Regions from separate parts of the Mus musculus genome. Here region 2 is linked to region 1. The links are chromatin contacts, called in public promoter capture Hi-C maps. All regions are on one chromosome and are shown on one strand. Each heading gives the region's core, a stretch centred on a gene start, on an enhancer-like site or on the middle of the called end of the contact. The rest is flanking DNA. Distances are from core to core; before and after follow the strand shown. Region 1 holds the start of Fam118b (family with sequence similarity 118, member B). Region 2 holds the start of Esam (endothelial cell-specific adhesion molecule).

Region 1 (7,200 bases), core at 1,437-3,936:
CAAGTACCTTTACAAGTTGAACCAACAATCAGGTTCTTTATGTAGTTATGTAAATAAGCTGTGTTTGACTAGATCTGTAAAAGTGATGGCCCAGTAACAATGTTTCCTTCCTTGGGCTGAAGAAAAAAAAAAAAGTTTGGACAAGAGGTGTTTCTAATCAAAAAGACAAGATGAAATTGGTCAGGAAGTAGACAATGCCCCAAATAGCTCTGGTTGGAATTTCTCAAATGAGGAAGAGGAAAAGAATACGGGTTTGAAGGAAAGAAGGAAGTGGGTGCATGAACTGTTTTGTTTTGACACAGTCTCTCTATGTAGTCCTGGCTATCCTGGAATTTGCTATGTAGAACAGGCTTAACTCATGAAGATCCCCCTGCCTCTGTCCCTGAGGGCTGGGACTAAAGGCATGTCCTGCCACACTAGGCCCTAACTCGACTTTAAACTGTGAAATGCCATGATTCATGGGAGAAGCACTAAGGAATCCGTAACTTTTGTAATCAAATGAAGAGATAAACAGCAAACCTGAAATCTTTAAATTCTTCCTAGAAAATCTCGGACTAAGCCTTTTCCTCCCAGTGACTGTTGTCTTTATTTTCAGGCATTATAGAGTGTGCCTACAACTAAGATCACAGCTTTGTGTTGCTAACAATGACATCTGAGTTGTTTTGTTTCATTTTGTTTTTCTTTCTTTCCTGCCAAAGAAGGCCAATTCTGTAAAAACAAATGTTAATTCTTGAACAGTGCAAAAAAGGTAAAAGTATAAATATTTTTCTCGAAATTCTTCCAAACCATAAAGGTTCCATACCTAATATAGGAGTGTAATTAATGTAATGATGTGATTTTAAATCCTGATGTTCATGTCTTGGGAAAAGGGGCTTTCATGTGACTAACACGTGATCCTCAGCAGTTCAGAGACATTAGAACATGGAACTGGAGCTTATCAGAAAGGATAATTCTTTTAGAGTGGAATTTCTCAAATTTTATATAGGTGTTCTACTTGTGAATTTATTGGTGAGAGGGGACAAAGCCACTAATAGAAGAAACAGTGTTTCCCAAACTGTTCCCATGGAACTACATCCAGATCACTTATCTTATTACAGAAATACAGACAAGTCTTCCCACCATTCTCTACCTTCGTTCTTCACGTCAAAAAAAAAAAAAAAACTGACAGAAATATAACTGTTCAAAATGTTCATAAACAGACTGGGTGTGTGGGGGTGTAGTCTTTTATTCTAGCACTAGGGAAGCAGAGAAAAAGGTCCATGAATTGGAGGCTAGTCTGGTCTACAATGTGAGACCTTTAAGACAGACAGACAGACAGACAGACAGAAAGCAAACAACAACCCAACCTAACTCAGAATCACTGCAGCCACATAAAATATTTGTGAGCTTACTATATTAACAGGTTTGGGGATGAAAGAAGTCCTCCAGTAATTCACATCACACCTTGACTGTATAGCTGGTAATTCACATTTCAAGGACAGTACTTAGCAGGGGGGAAAAGACCGCGGAATGGGACGGGGCTTCATTAATGATCATCTACATTACAGCAGCCTAGTTGGTTTCCCGGATATACTTTCCTTTTTGATCTGTCCTGCTTTGTATTGCCACATTCCTCTCTACAATACCACTTGCAAGGGATTTCTCAAGAAGTTTCAAAGATCCAACTATCACATGAAGTTTAAATTCTTCAACTTCTAGTCTTCTGAGGCTATTCACCTGTTCAACTGTTTCACATGTGGTTTCCTTCTGCTAATTCATTTTGGAGGGAGAAACACCCAAGCCTAATTCAACTATTCATTCTCTAACTGAAATGCAATCTGGCTATCTTGAGGGAAGAGTCACTAGTTCTCACGACATCCCTTCAGCATCAGCTTCCCCAGCAAACGGCATGCGCATCCCAAGGTGTTTTCGAGATTACCATTCCAAAACAGCTGTTCATATTCCCAGCTGCCCTTTGGCGATAGGAGAGTCGTCGTTTGCAGTTCGGGAGTCTCTTGTAGGAAAGGGAGAGAGAGAGAGAGAGGGTTCGACGGTTTCAAGCTATGGAAGGAAAGACTAAAGGAGGCAAAGGGGGAAAAGCTCTTTACTTTCCTTGGGAAGAGTAGATAAGGGAAGAAAGAGGAGACCCCAAGAAACGAACTCTAGAGAAAGGTCAGTATAAACCCGTAGCGCTCTCGAGGTAGGACGTATGGGGCGGGGGTCCTGGATGAAGGAAAAGAACCGTCATCTTCGGGAGGACTGGCTACAAACAACGCGAAACAAAGGGGTTGGCAGTCGCAAAGCGGGAGGTTGGAATATGAGAGATCTGGGGATCTCCGGAGGACGAGCGGCAAGAAAACGAGAAAGAACACCACACGTCCCTCTGAGGACCCGCCGAGGACCTGGTTGCTAAGAGGGACCAGACAGGTGCCGGTAAAGACTGAGGAGCAGCCAGCTTCACTTCTAAGGACGCGGGGGCGGGGAAGTGTTTCTGCGTGGAGTCGTGCCCCGAAGCGAGACACGCTTGCCAGGGCAGTGCTCTCCAAGAATGGAGATCCGGGCCATGCGAAAACCGTTGGGGCACCGGCATTTCCCAGCCCTCGCCTGGCTTCCCCACACACTCACCGCGTCTGCTCCAAACGCCACCGCTCCAGCTGCAGCTACCGGCCGGCGCAGCCGCACTGAGCGCGCACCGCCCCACGTGACCCGTAGGCTACCTGCCCACGTGATCAGCAGGGCCCACCCCCCCCCCCTTCCTCCTCTCCGCGCTGTCCGGCCCCGCCCTCGCCAAGATGGCCGCGCCCTGCTTGCGTACGCCTGGTGTCCAGCTTTTGAGTATGAGTTCGCGTCCCGGGAGATTGTTCACTCCCGGCTCCTGGTCGTTTTGTTCCAGCGCTACTTCCTCTAGGCCCCTGAATGCTCAGAGATTGGCAGAGAAGCTCCGAGCCCAGAAACAAGAGCAAAAGGCAAAGGAAGTGCGGGTGAGTCTAGAGAGACTCAACTTCCGAGAAGCGATGCTCTCACGGCTTTCTTAGGTGTGGGGTGTGGTAGGCAGGTCCTGTAACAGCAAGTACATCAATGTTGAGAATATTCTGTGTGGTAGTCGGAATACCGCACTTTTGCTACTGCCAGACCCACCGCGTGGGTATGCAGATAAGACAGATGGCTATGTATGGTCCCAAAGGAAACATGAGTCAAATTATACAGTACAGTCATTCCACGGATTTCCACCTAAATCGCACTTAAGGCCATTCCCAGCGCTTCACTCCTTCATTAAGCTTTTTCCACCTTTCTCTTTCCTTAGGTGCCTACAAACCCCGTTCAGCGGAGAGTGCAGGAACTAGTGCGATTCACACAGCAGCTGCAGCGAGTTCACCCCAATGTGCTTGCTAAGGAACTGAGCCGAAGGATTCTCCACCAGGACAACGACCTCGTGGTCATTAATAAACCCTATGGTCTCCCTGTCCATGGTAAGAGCCATGTGGGCTAAGGAGAGAAACCTGCTGCTGCTTCCTCTTCCATCTAGGGTCACCCCTGAAGCTTTATTCATGAGACACTCTTGAATTCAAGTTAATTAAACCTTATTATCCCATGTATGTGACTACTGGTAACAAACCAGTGTCTAGTCCCCACTTGCAGATACCTGACAGTGAGCTGTATGCAGCCTCCCACAGGAATTATTGCAGAGAGATACAGAAGCTCAGTTCTGCACTGTGGGCTGTGTACAGCCACCCACAAGAATCGATGCGGAGAAATACAAAAAGTTACTTGCTAACTGTTATTTTCCATCAAAGTGGTTAAAACAAAACAACAACGAAAAAGGAGTTGGGAGCCAGTGTGCGACTGCCGCCCCAGGTCTAGGGGAGGATCCGGTGTTCATGTTCAGATCAGTCTCAGCAGCAGCAAAACTTCATTTCAAAATGAGAGAGGTAGAGAGACAAGGCTGGGAAGAGGAAATAATACACACGGTTGCGGTACACAGTAACCCCAGAGGGACTGGAACTTAATAGATGTCCTGATGCTGCTGAGTGTTCTGATGGGGGACGGCTGAAGTGAGTCAGAATTGAAAGGGAAAAAAAAAAAAAAAAAAAAAAAACATTTGTCAAAGGTCTGCAGGAGGAAAGTAAATATTTTAGCAAAAAAAAAAATATTTTAGTTGGAATAAATCACTCCTTTGGTGGCAGTTCCTCTAGGTTTCGTAACGAGTTCTTGCCTTACTATTTATTCTCTGCTTAAGTTTCTAGTTGTTGAGGATAATTTGTTTCGGGTATTTATATTTTATAGATAACAAAGCTGGAAAGGTCAGATGGTGAATACAAATAGTAAAATCCAGGGATGTCTGATCTTAGCCCATCATCTTTTTTGTTTGTTTGTTTTGTTTTGAGAAGGGGCTTTGTATAGCCCTGTCTGTCCTGTAACTAACTCTGTAGGCTTTGAGCTCATAAAGATCTCACTGCCTCTGCCTTAGGAGTGCTAGGATCAAAGGCATGCACCGCCATCACTCAGCTAGAGCTCATCTTCTTAGCCTCTCTTCTAGGGAATGCTTCAGTGAAGCCTCTCAGGCCCACAGACTCTGAAGAGAAAGTCACAGTGTTTCCCAGACTTATTACTTGAGAGCCCTTGGGGTGCTTGTTAAAATACAAGTTCTGAGTTTATAGTCTGGAAATGGTTGGCCTGCATTTCATTTTATAGCTAAGATCTCTGGGCCTATTAATATTAGTAATCCTCACCATATTGTTCATAGCACAACTGTAGAAAATGGAGACAATTGTTTGTTCTGTCAAGATTGAAAGGTGATTATTATCTCAAGACTGAGAGATTGTTCTCTCAAGAAGAGTTCTCCAGCCTCTGGCTCTTTCCTCCGTAGGTGGCCCAGGAGTCCAGCTCTGCATCAGTGATGTACTGCCCATCTTGGCAAAGATGCTTCATGGCCACAAGGCAGAACCTTTGCATCTGTGCCACCGTCTGGACAAAGAAACCACAGGTGTAATGGTTTTGGCTTGGGAGAAGGACATGGCACATCAAGTCCAGGAGCTATTTAGAACCCGCCAGGTGGAAAAGAAGTACTGGTATGAGGCCTGTTATTGTCACTAGGGGTGGAATGAAGAAACGCATCCCTTTTATCTGTCCACTGCACTACAGAACTGTTAATAGAAGTCACCGTACTAGAATTCATGATGATAACAAAGAGTATATGAACTAGCTTAGTACTTGGAATGTCGGGTGATAAGATAGTGGTTATGTGCACACGTGTGTGTGTACTTGGAGAAGTCAGGGTTCTTTTTCTGTCGCTCCCTATTTTATTGACATAGGGTGTCTCACAGAACCTGAAACTCACTGATTAACTAGCTAGCCTCCAGAATCTGCTAGTCTCCATCCCCTTGAACACCGGGGTTGCAGGCGTGAACTGCTATACCCTGGCTTTCCATGGATGCTAGGATTCTAAGCTCATCAGCATGCATGTGCACCAAGCACTTTACCCACTGAGCCATCTCCTCACCCCCTTTTGTTTGATTGGTTTGGTGGTTGGTTGTTTTTGATAAAAAGCCATACTTTGTAACTTTGGTTGGCCTGGAGCTGGCTACATAGACCAGGATGGACTTGAACTCCCAGAGTTCTGCCTCCCAAATGCTGGGTAGAAAGGCTGGTACCACTCTACCCAGTGCTGGTTTTTAAACATTTATTTGTGTTTCTGTCTGTCTGTCTGTCTGCTGCCTGCCTGCCTGCCTGCCTGTCTGTCTGTAGTACTTGGGCATGTGCTTGTCTATTCTTCTCCTTCCATTTTGTAGGTTCCAGGGAATCAAACTGAGTTTGTCAGGTTTAGAAGCAAGCAGCTTTATCTGCTGAGCCATCTCCATAGCTACTGACTTGTTTTTTGAGACAGGTTTCATGTAGCTCAGTCTGGCCTTGAACTTTGATCTTCCTGCCTTCTGAGTGCTGGAGGCACCATACCTTGTTCTGTAGCAGTGTTTTTTAGAGCATATTCCTTTAAAAACAGACTTGCAGCTTTGAATAGTATGCATGTTAAAAAATTTTTTTTTAGTATTCCTTTGAAATGAATTTTTATTTCGTGTGTGTGTGTGTGTGTGGGTTTTGGTCTGTGTACCACTTGCTTGCCAGAAGAGGGCATTGGATCCCTGGAATTGGAATTACAGATGGCTGTTAGCGGCCATATCAGTGCTGGGAGTGCATTCTGTGCTTTCATCCTCTGAGCTATCTCTCTCCAGTTCATGTTTAAAATTTTAATAGTATCTAAATTGCTCTCCAAAAATGTTGTGTCAGTTTCACCTCTCACCAGCAGTGGTGAATACACACTCACTTTATGCCAGTCAAAGCATTTTTTAAAAAGCCATTTAGATAGGGTTTTTTTGTGTTTATTTTCTGTTTGAATTTCCCTTTTTGAAAAGAGACTATTTCTCCTTGGCTATTTTCCTATTGGGTTATGATTTTATATTCGATTTATATTATTCTACATTTTGAATATCCTTTTTGTTTCAGAGATTGTATATAAACTTTGTAATCAGGGGAGCCCTTTAAAATTCGATATGGGGTCTTGAGAGATGGCTCAGGGGTTAAGACCACTTGCTGCCCTTTCAGCTATTCTGAGTTTGGATCCAAACACCTATAACTGACAGCTCACAAGCACAGAACCCCAGCTTCAAGAGATCCATTACCCACCTCTGGCCTCTGTGGGCACCTGCATGCCTATGATAGGTACAGATATACTTACAGAGAAATAAGAATAATACATTTTGGGGGGAGAATCTATATATCTATGACTCATCACAATGATTCTCATTCATATCTGATATCTGTGAGTTTAGCACTATGCCTTTTAAAGTTTTCAAGGCTTAATGATAGAGCTCAGGCACCTAACATGCATGAGGCCCTGAGTTTGATCCTCATATGAAACTATAGCCAGTTCATAAATAACTTGCATACACAATCAAATTTAAGAGCTACTGGAATAGTAGCAGTGATGGGGGGCTCCCCACATGGTTTTCATGATATAGTGCCTAGCCTGAGTGCTAGATACTTCTAAGCTAAAATCACACATACTGATTGTAGAGTACTTTGGGGGGGAAATTAAATTCATGGATATGCACAATAAAGAGAAAATTAAGATACTAGGATTTAATACTCTGTTCCCTTTTTGATTATAAGTGGTAGTGGGTTATAATCACATACTAGGTGAACAAACATGTGACTGACCGACAGAAT
Region 2 (7,200 bases), core at 1,998-4,497, 2.3 Mb after region 1:
GAGAACCCATAAGCCCTGGTTTTCTCTACTGTTAAAAAAAAAATCACAAGTCAGAAGGTAGTGGTACGGTCCTTTAGTCCCAGTGTTTGGGAGACAGAGTATGATGGATCTCTTGAATTTGAAGGTAGACTAGTCTACAGAGCAAGTTCCAGGACAGCCAGGGCTACACAGAGAGACCTTGTCTCAAAAAAACTAAAAATAAAATTGCATATTTAAAAAAAATTCTTTCCTACAACCCTCAAATGAAGACACCCCCCCCCTCCTTAGTATGATACCGTTTGGCTAATTGATGCTTGTATGTTTTTTCAGGGATTTTAACCACAGAGGTGGTCTGTGTTCTTTGAATCTAAGCTTAAGAAGTAACCTCTTTCTCTAATGTAAGCTGCTAAAAATAGGTGCCACTTCAGGGAGAGTATAAATACCCAGGTACTGTCGGCACAGCACCTGCTCTTAGTGTGTGCAGTATTTGTATGTGGGGGCCTTGGGAGATTCTTGTAGGTTTCCTCTTTGGTCCTCAGGCGAGGATGCACTGATGGTGTGTCATACAGGAGTAAATTCATGGTCACCAGTGCTGAAACAAACATAGTCACAGGCGGAACAAACATTACCAGGAACACTGCATGGCCCCTCCATTGTGACCACTGACCAGTCCAGAATTATCATTAATAGTTGCTGAACTTACCTACGTGTATTCCTTTCCTTCACTAGTTAATAGATGGGGCACAATATTTTAGGAACAGTTGGTGAGGACTTTTTAGACCTGCATAACTGGGAGTGTGGCCTTGTTAGACTCCTGTGACCAAGATGGAGGGCAAAGATAAGATCAAGCCTGAGTTTCCGAGTGGCTTGAAATGGGTTAAAGGTCAGGGAAGAGGACAAAACTGAGCTTTGGGAAATGGAGGCTTGTGAGGACAGTGACTTGCTGATAGGAATATCCTATCTGACCAGAGACAATAGAAAAGAAGACAATAGGCTGTCAGGTAACATTGACATTGAGCATTGTCTCAGACAAGGGGACTGACTAAGACCATAAGCCTTGTAACAGATCCAGGAGGGAGAGAGGCCCTTTTAGTCAAGCTTTGTTTTGACTTCTGGAAAATTTTTAAGTTAAATTGTTTTTATGTGTGTGAGTGTCTTGCCTCCGTGTATGTATATGTACCTACCACATGCGTGGAGGTCAGAAGCATCAGGTTTCCTAGTATTGCAATTATGGATGGTTGTAAACCACCATGTGGATGCTGTGAATTAAACTTTTGTCCTTTGCAAGACCAACACGTCCTCTTGACTGGTGTGAGAAATCTTTCCAGCCCAAATATAAATTCTTTCTAAGATCGTACATGAAGTGTGGTTGAGAGAAACCTATGATGAACCTACCTTGCACTCATCCAATGTTTAGGTTTCGACTTCCTCGGGGTCAGAAGTGGTTAGAATAGGGGACAATGAGGAAAATTCAGGCGTAAAAGCCTGTGAATTCTTCTGTGCCATAGGGACAGTCACTCTCCTTAGGTCCTTAGCTGATTATGTAACAGAGATTTTGGGAAGCAGCTCTTGGGCAGGGATGGACACACCTGTGTCATCAGACGCTTCAGTGTCACTAGGCAAGAGCCAAAGCTTTGTACTTCCTTTTCCTGGGAGGAGTTATTCATTTGGAGTGACAACGTGGTCCAGGCAACAGATGAAGGGTGTTTGAAAGAGGTACTTATGGGACTGGAGACATGGCTTTGGGGTTAAGGGTAAGGATCTTCCGCAGCATTGGGGCTTGATTGCATCTTCTCATAGGGCAGCTCAGAATCCAGGGGATCCGACACCCTCTTCTGGCCTCTACAGGCACTGCACACGTGGTGCAGACACATGCAGGCCCATACACACTTTTTAAAAAATGTTTTTAGTATTCTCAAATCTAGAAAAATCTGATAGGCAAGGAAAACCAAGACAGCCCATCCCTAACATCACCTTTTGACAGTACAAAGTTTGAAAGCTGAGCTGCCAAAGAGGTAGATTCCATAGATGTCAGGGGCAGTCTAGTGTTTGTATAGGCATTTCGTAGAGCCACTGCATGACTGGTATTTGAAGAGGAGCCAGGCTGGGGCTCTTTAGGTAGGAAAAGCCATTGCACAACACTGGAGCTGATGGGGTGTGTAGAGATGAGGAGGCCAGGCTGCCTCTACTGCCTGACAGTTCTGCTCCCTCGGAACAGGCCACGTCAGACATTCGTGGCTATGCCTTCTGTCCTGCGCAGCAAAGCCCTGCCCAAATACTTGAAGCATATTTTTATTTATTGGCTGTTAGGCTGGAACCGGTGCGTTCCCCCTGCTGAAGCAGCCCGGGCCATCAGGGGGCGCAGAGGTGCCGCCACCCCCATCCCCGCCCCCAATGACATGGGTGGGGTGTGGGGTTGAAATTAAATTCACAGCGGAAAGATCTAGTCCTGGGAATTAAAGGATCAGAACTGGCCTAAGCCGTTCACTACAAGGATGGGCGGTTGCGAAGACACCAGCGGCTGTACAGAAGGGAAAGACATTATTTATATCCCGTCCTCCTGCAGCTGCTCCCTCCTCCCTGGTCAGCATTAAGCCTGTGACTGTTGCCTCAGTTTCCTGCTCACCTCCCTTGTACCAGGTCTTCCGTGTTTTCATGAGGCAAAGGTCCGAGACTCCCCCCAGACCCCCATACACTCCGCCTCGGGCCTCGGTTTCTGGAACTCTGGAGAACCAGCCCCTCTCTAGCCTTAGGAGCAGGAAGGCCTGTGGCGTCAGGGCTATGTTGGATGTCTTCCCCAGAAGCCTCGGGCCTGAACCGGGCGGAGAGAGGTGTGGGCTAATAAAGTTCGAATCCCCATTTCAGCGGCTGCTCCTAACCCAGCTGAACCCACACTACACAACGTGGGGGCTCCCCTCTTCCTCCGAGAAGGCTGCTCTGCTTTGATTCGGGATGCCGCACGCCAGGCTTGGAGCGGCCGTTCTGACCCCAGATACAGGGCTTTTATTGTCGGGTCGGGGTCACTTCTTAAATTTAGGTTAGTCCCCCCGCCCCCATTCCTCCTTTTTCACCCTCTATTCCTGACACCTGCCCTGGAGGTATGAGGTAGAGGCCGGCGGATCCGGCTGTTTGAGCCTGGGGAGAGCTCTCTTCCCCCGCTGCGAGTCACTAGCGCGCCGCGCCCGGCAGGACGGTGACCTCTCCACCCCTTTGAATGCCCCGCCCACTGTCCAGTCGGTCTCCACCCCACCTCCCCATCCGCACACCCGCTGACTTGGGTTGGAGCCACCCTGGTCAGTAGCCTGGTTCCTGTGCACATTCGGGTTGCCGCCGCTCACCCACAACACCTGTAGACACCGTGTGTCCAACTCTCCCTGAGTACTCCGGGCCAAGGAGGGCCATGATTCTTCAGGCTGGAACCCCCGAGACCAGCTTGCTGCGGGTTTTGTTCCTGGGACTGAGTACCCTTGGTGAGTCAAACACCGGGTCTGGAGGGCTTTGATCAGGTAAATCTGATCCTAGGGGAGGACTTTAGAGAGTGGGTTTGAAGGGATTTTTGTTTGACATTCTTGTCTTTCCTCATTACTCTCCACTTCTGGACATCACTGGTTGGTGCTACACTTTCTGCCTTCTATGGCTAGAACGGCTTCCAGCTTTGGTGTGGTGTGTGGTGTTGGGGAGGGGGATAAAGGCATCTCCAGCCAAGACCTCTGGGATGAGTTAAGGCAGTTATTCCTGTCTACTCTCTACCCCCACTCATCACAGCTGGATAAGCTGAGGCACTGGATGAGACAGTGACTAAAGGCTTAAGGACTTAGTTCCAGTCCCCCCTCCCCGCACCCCTCATTCAAGCTGATGTGAAAGATCCCTGAGGGAATGCCTGGTCCTCAGTCTTGACGCAAGTACTTCAAGCAGTACTTCACGTCCCAGCATTTCCCCACCAAGCTCTTTTCTTTCCTTCCTGCTTCCTGCCCTGGAAATCAAAGGAGATGCCCCCAAAGCCTGACCATGAGGTCATTTGGACACAGGAAATTCGGGAAGAGGTCAGTTGCTCAGACTCCAGCACACAGCCTACCATCAGGTCTACCATCGTCCTTATCTTTTCTCAGATCCAAAGGAACAAGGAAAATAGGGAGAGGGTGCCAAAGGGTCCAAGAGGAAGGGGACCTCCTGAAACAAGTGTTTGGGTGAGCTCTCCAGGACAACTATCTTAAGCAGGAGCTGGAGGTGGCCCACCCAGTACTATATCTGGAGAGAAATGACTCAGTAGGAACTAAGTCCCTTATAAGCTATTCCCCAGGCTGTTTTGCTCTCTGGGTTTAGAATCCTCGCTTTAACTTCTTCCTTGGGCTAGAGGATGTCAGAGCAAGTAAGACCTGGAAGAATGTAGAGTAGATTCAGTGACATTGATGGGGATCTCCCTGCTCCCACCCATGGTTTCTTTCGGCCTGGTCTGTGTCCTAGTGGTGTTGAGGGCATGAGATCTTAGGTTCCCAAATATGAGTCTCAGAGCTTCTGTGCCCTTCCCTCCAAAGCTTGGAGTGTTTCCTGTGCCTTCAGCTTCTCAGCTCTGCTTTTGCACCTTCAACCTCAGCTTCTGTTTCTTTTCTGCATTCTTCCTCAGCTTGGCCCTTACTGTGTTGGAGAGGGCAATGTCAGCCTCCAAGCAAGGGAGGAAAAACCTATATTGGCTGCCTGAACATCACAGGCATCCTCTGTAGGTCACCCGTGGCCCCTCCTTTTTCTCTTTCAGCTTTTGAGTTTGATTTTGTCATATCAAAGATCCAGAGCCTAAAATGCTACTAATAATGCCACGAAGGTTGCCCTTCTTGGCCTCTGGAGGGTTAAATGCACTCGCTGCTCCTGGGGAAGGCACAAGGCAACCCTCCCCCCCCCCCATGTGCTCTTTCGTGGCTCAGAACTGTCCCTGGAGCGTGAGAAGCCCACAAAGGGAGTTTCTCAGAGAAATAGGGAAACTAAAAATAGTAGCCCTGGGGAGAAGGGCCCATTCGCTCTGCTTAGGCCCTTGGCTCTCTCCTTCTGGTCTTAGATTGGGCTGAACGATGCTATTCTTGAGCAGCTCCGGAGTCCTTCACTGGAACCCAGGGACTCCCCATTTTTCTCCTTGCGGCACCCAGTCACAAAAAGATTTGATCAGTTAGGGGATTCTTCCGTTTCAAGTGACTCTAGAGCAGAGAGCTGGGAAATCCCAGGAGTCCCTTGCTCACCTCGAAGCAAGGGTGTACATGCTGCAACTCACCTCCCACTCCCAGCCCCTGCCCCTCGCTTTGCAAACTGCAAGTGCAAAACCTGGAAGAGGCAGCTAGAACACTCTTGGGGAGGGAAGCTGAAGTCTATCTGATAAAGACATGTTTCCCTCCTTACTGGCCTTACCCCAAGAAGGCTAGGAAGGTGCGCCTGGCGGTAGCGGAACAACCTGCAGGCAGAGTCCCTGGAGGGAAGTGGACCTTCTCAAGGCCGGGTTGTTTTTGCCTGCAGAGCCTCCGGTCTAACGGGCCGGGCTTCATTGTCTTCTGCCTTATCGGCGGGCGCAAGTTTCCTGCTCCGACTGCAGGGATCCGCCAGGAAATGTCAGGGGTGGGGGGTGCCACGAAGGACAAGGAGTAGGGGTGGGAGCCTTGGTTAAGACGCGGCCGGGAAGCGATGGGGGAGGCGCGCATCCTGGCTCGGTAGGGTTCTAAGTCTCCCCAGCCTTCCGATTGGCTTTGCTGGCGCAGATGGTCTGGGGCCTCCGAGCCTCGGCTGCCCGCTCACCTTCTCCAAGGTGGCAGCTTGTCCTGCGTGCAGAGTGCTATGATCCAGGAAGAGCAGGGCCCAGGAAGAGAGCTGCTGGTGTCACCAGGCTCCGCTTTGTGCTAATCCAAAGTCATTTTCCAAAAGGCTTTAGCACTTGGCACTGGAGTGTCATCAGTGTCCCCCTAACCGAAAGGGACACTCCCTTTCCTATCCCCAACGCATGCTGGGGAAGCTTTGTACTTGTGGGAAGAATGTCCTCAACTCTCATCCTGACACTTCCTACAATTCAGTGGCATTTCGCTTTGATAGTCAGGACCCCCAAAAGTGTTCTTGAGGGTTTGGCTGAGTCTCAGGCGTGCGTTTCCCTAGGGTAGCCGACTCAGTGGGACTGAGCCAAGGCCTGGGATTCTCCTAGTCACCAGCAGGCGCTGGAGCTGAGGGCTGGCTCCCGGAGTTCAGAGGGAGCCGCGCGGTTAATGAGTAACTACGTAGCGATCTGCCATCCAGTTGCGAGCTCGGGCTTGAAGAGTCTGGGTGACCTGGCCTGGCATCTCCATTCTCCCTTGCCACCAAGGAGACTGGAGGAGCAAGTGTGTGCCGTGGGGGTGTGGGTCAAAACCAGGTCTGCTTTCCCTTCTGGAATCGCCCTTCTGGAGGTGAATCTGCTCAGACTCTGTACCTCAGGATTAGAATGATTACATAGAAATGTGGTTCCGTCCCTACTCTGAACACTAATAGACGTCGGAGTGAGGAGAAGCAGGACCCTGGGAAAGAGGTCTCCGGGGCACGGCTCCAGGCTTTGTTCTCCAGGGACAGGTTTTCCCCTCAAGCGACGGAAGTTAGGCAGGCTCCTTCGGCTGACTAGGGAACCCACCCTAGGAGCTTACCACCTCCTTGCTCTCTCTTTCAGCTGCCTTCTCCCGAGCTCAGATGGAGTTGCACGTGCCCCCGGGCCTCAACAAATTGGAAGCGGTAGAGGGAGAAGAAGTGGTGCTCCCCGCCTGGTACACGATGGCACGGGAGGAGTCGTGGTCCCACCCCCGGGAGGTGCCCATCCTGATCTGGTTCTTGGAACAAGAAGGGAAGGAACCAAACCAGGTGAGGGGAAAATCTTAGCCAATGACAACTGAGGGGTGTAGGGATGAGCTGGCAGAGAATATAGGGAAGAGAAGACGGCCTATATCAGTGTTGGTTCTCATTGTGGATCCCAGTACACGAAACTGAGGTAAAAGTGCCAGTGGGGGTGGGGTGGGGTGGGGTGGGGTGGTGGGGCGGGGCCTAGGGTGAGACTGAGGATAGAAGAAACACGGTGTGAGTAAAACAAAACCTTTTTCTTTTTTGGTCTTATACTATATACCCAGCTGGCCTCAAAACTCACAGAGGCATGTCTGCCTCTGCTTCCTGAGTGCTGAGATTAAAGGCAGGGGACACCGTCCCTGCATCACCAACTTAAAAAGCTTCCCA

What was found. Promoter capture Hi-C pulls out the DNA fragments that hold promoters and counts their contacts.
Region 2: a contact with region 1 is called in a promoter capture Hi-C map of liver, with 5 times the contacts expected there. The contact joins the promoter of Esam here to the promoter of Fam118b in region 1. A contact is called at or near these places in 3 of 39 promoter capture datasets (liver and pre-B cells) and 1 of 9 other capture datasets (adipose tissue).

Annotation. Positions count from the first base shown.
Region 1 is chr9:35,265,119-35,272,318 of GRCm38.p6, forward strand. It overlaps Fam118b (family with sequence similarity 118, member B), which reads right to left and starts at 2,687. Exons shown (of 8, transcript NM_194257.2): 1 at 2,605-2,687. Rpusd4 (RNA pseudouridylate synthase domain containing 4) reads left to right here and starts at 2,763. Exons shown (of 7, transcript NM_028040.2): 1 at 2,763-2,960; 2 at 3,284-3,449; 3 at 4,847-5,048. The coding sequence starts at 2,772.
Region 2 is chr9:37,524,842-37,532,041 of GRCm38.p6, forward strand. Esam (endothelial cell-specific adhesion molecule) reads left to right here and starts at 3,248. Exons shown (of 7, transcript NM_027102.3): 1 at 3,248-3,449; 2 at 6,647-6,834. The coding sequence starts at 3,380. It also overlaps a transcript of Msantd2 not described here.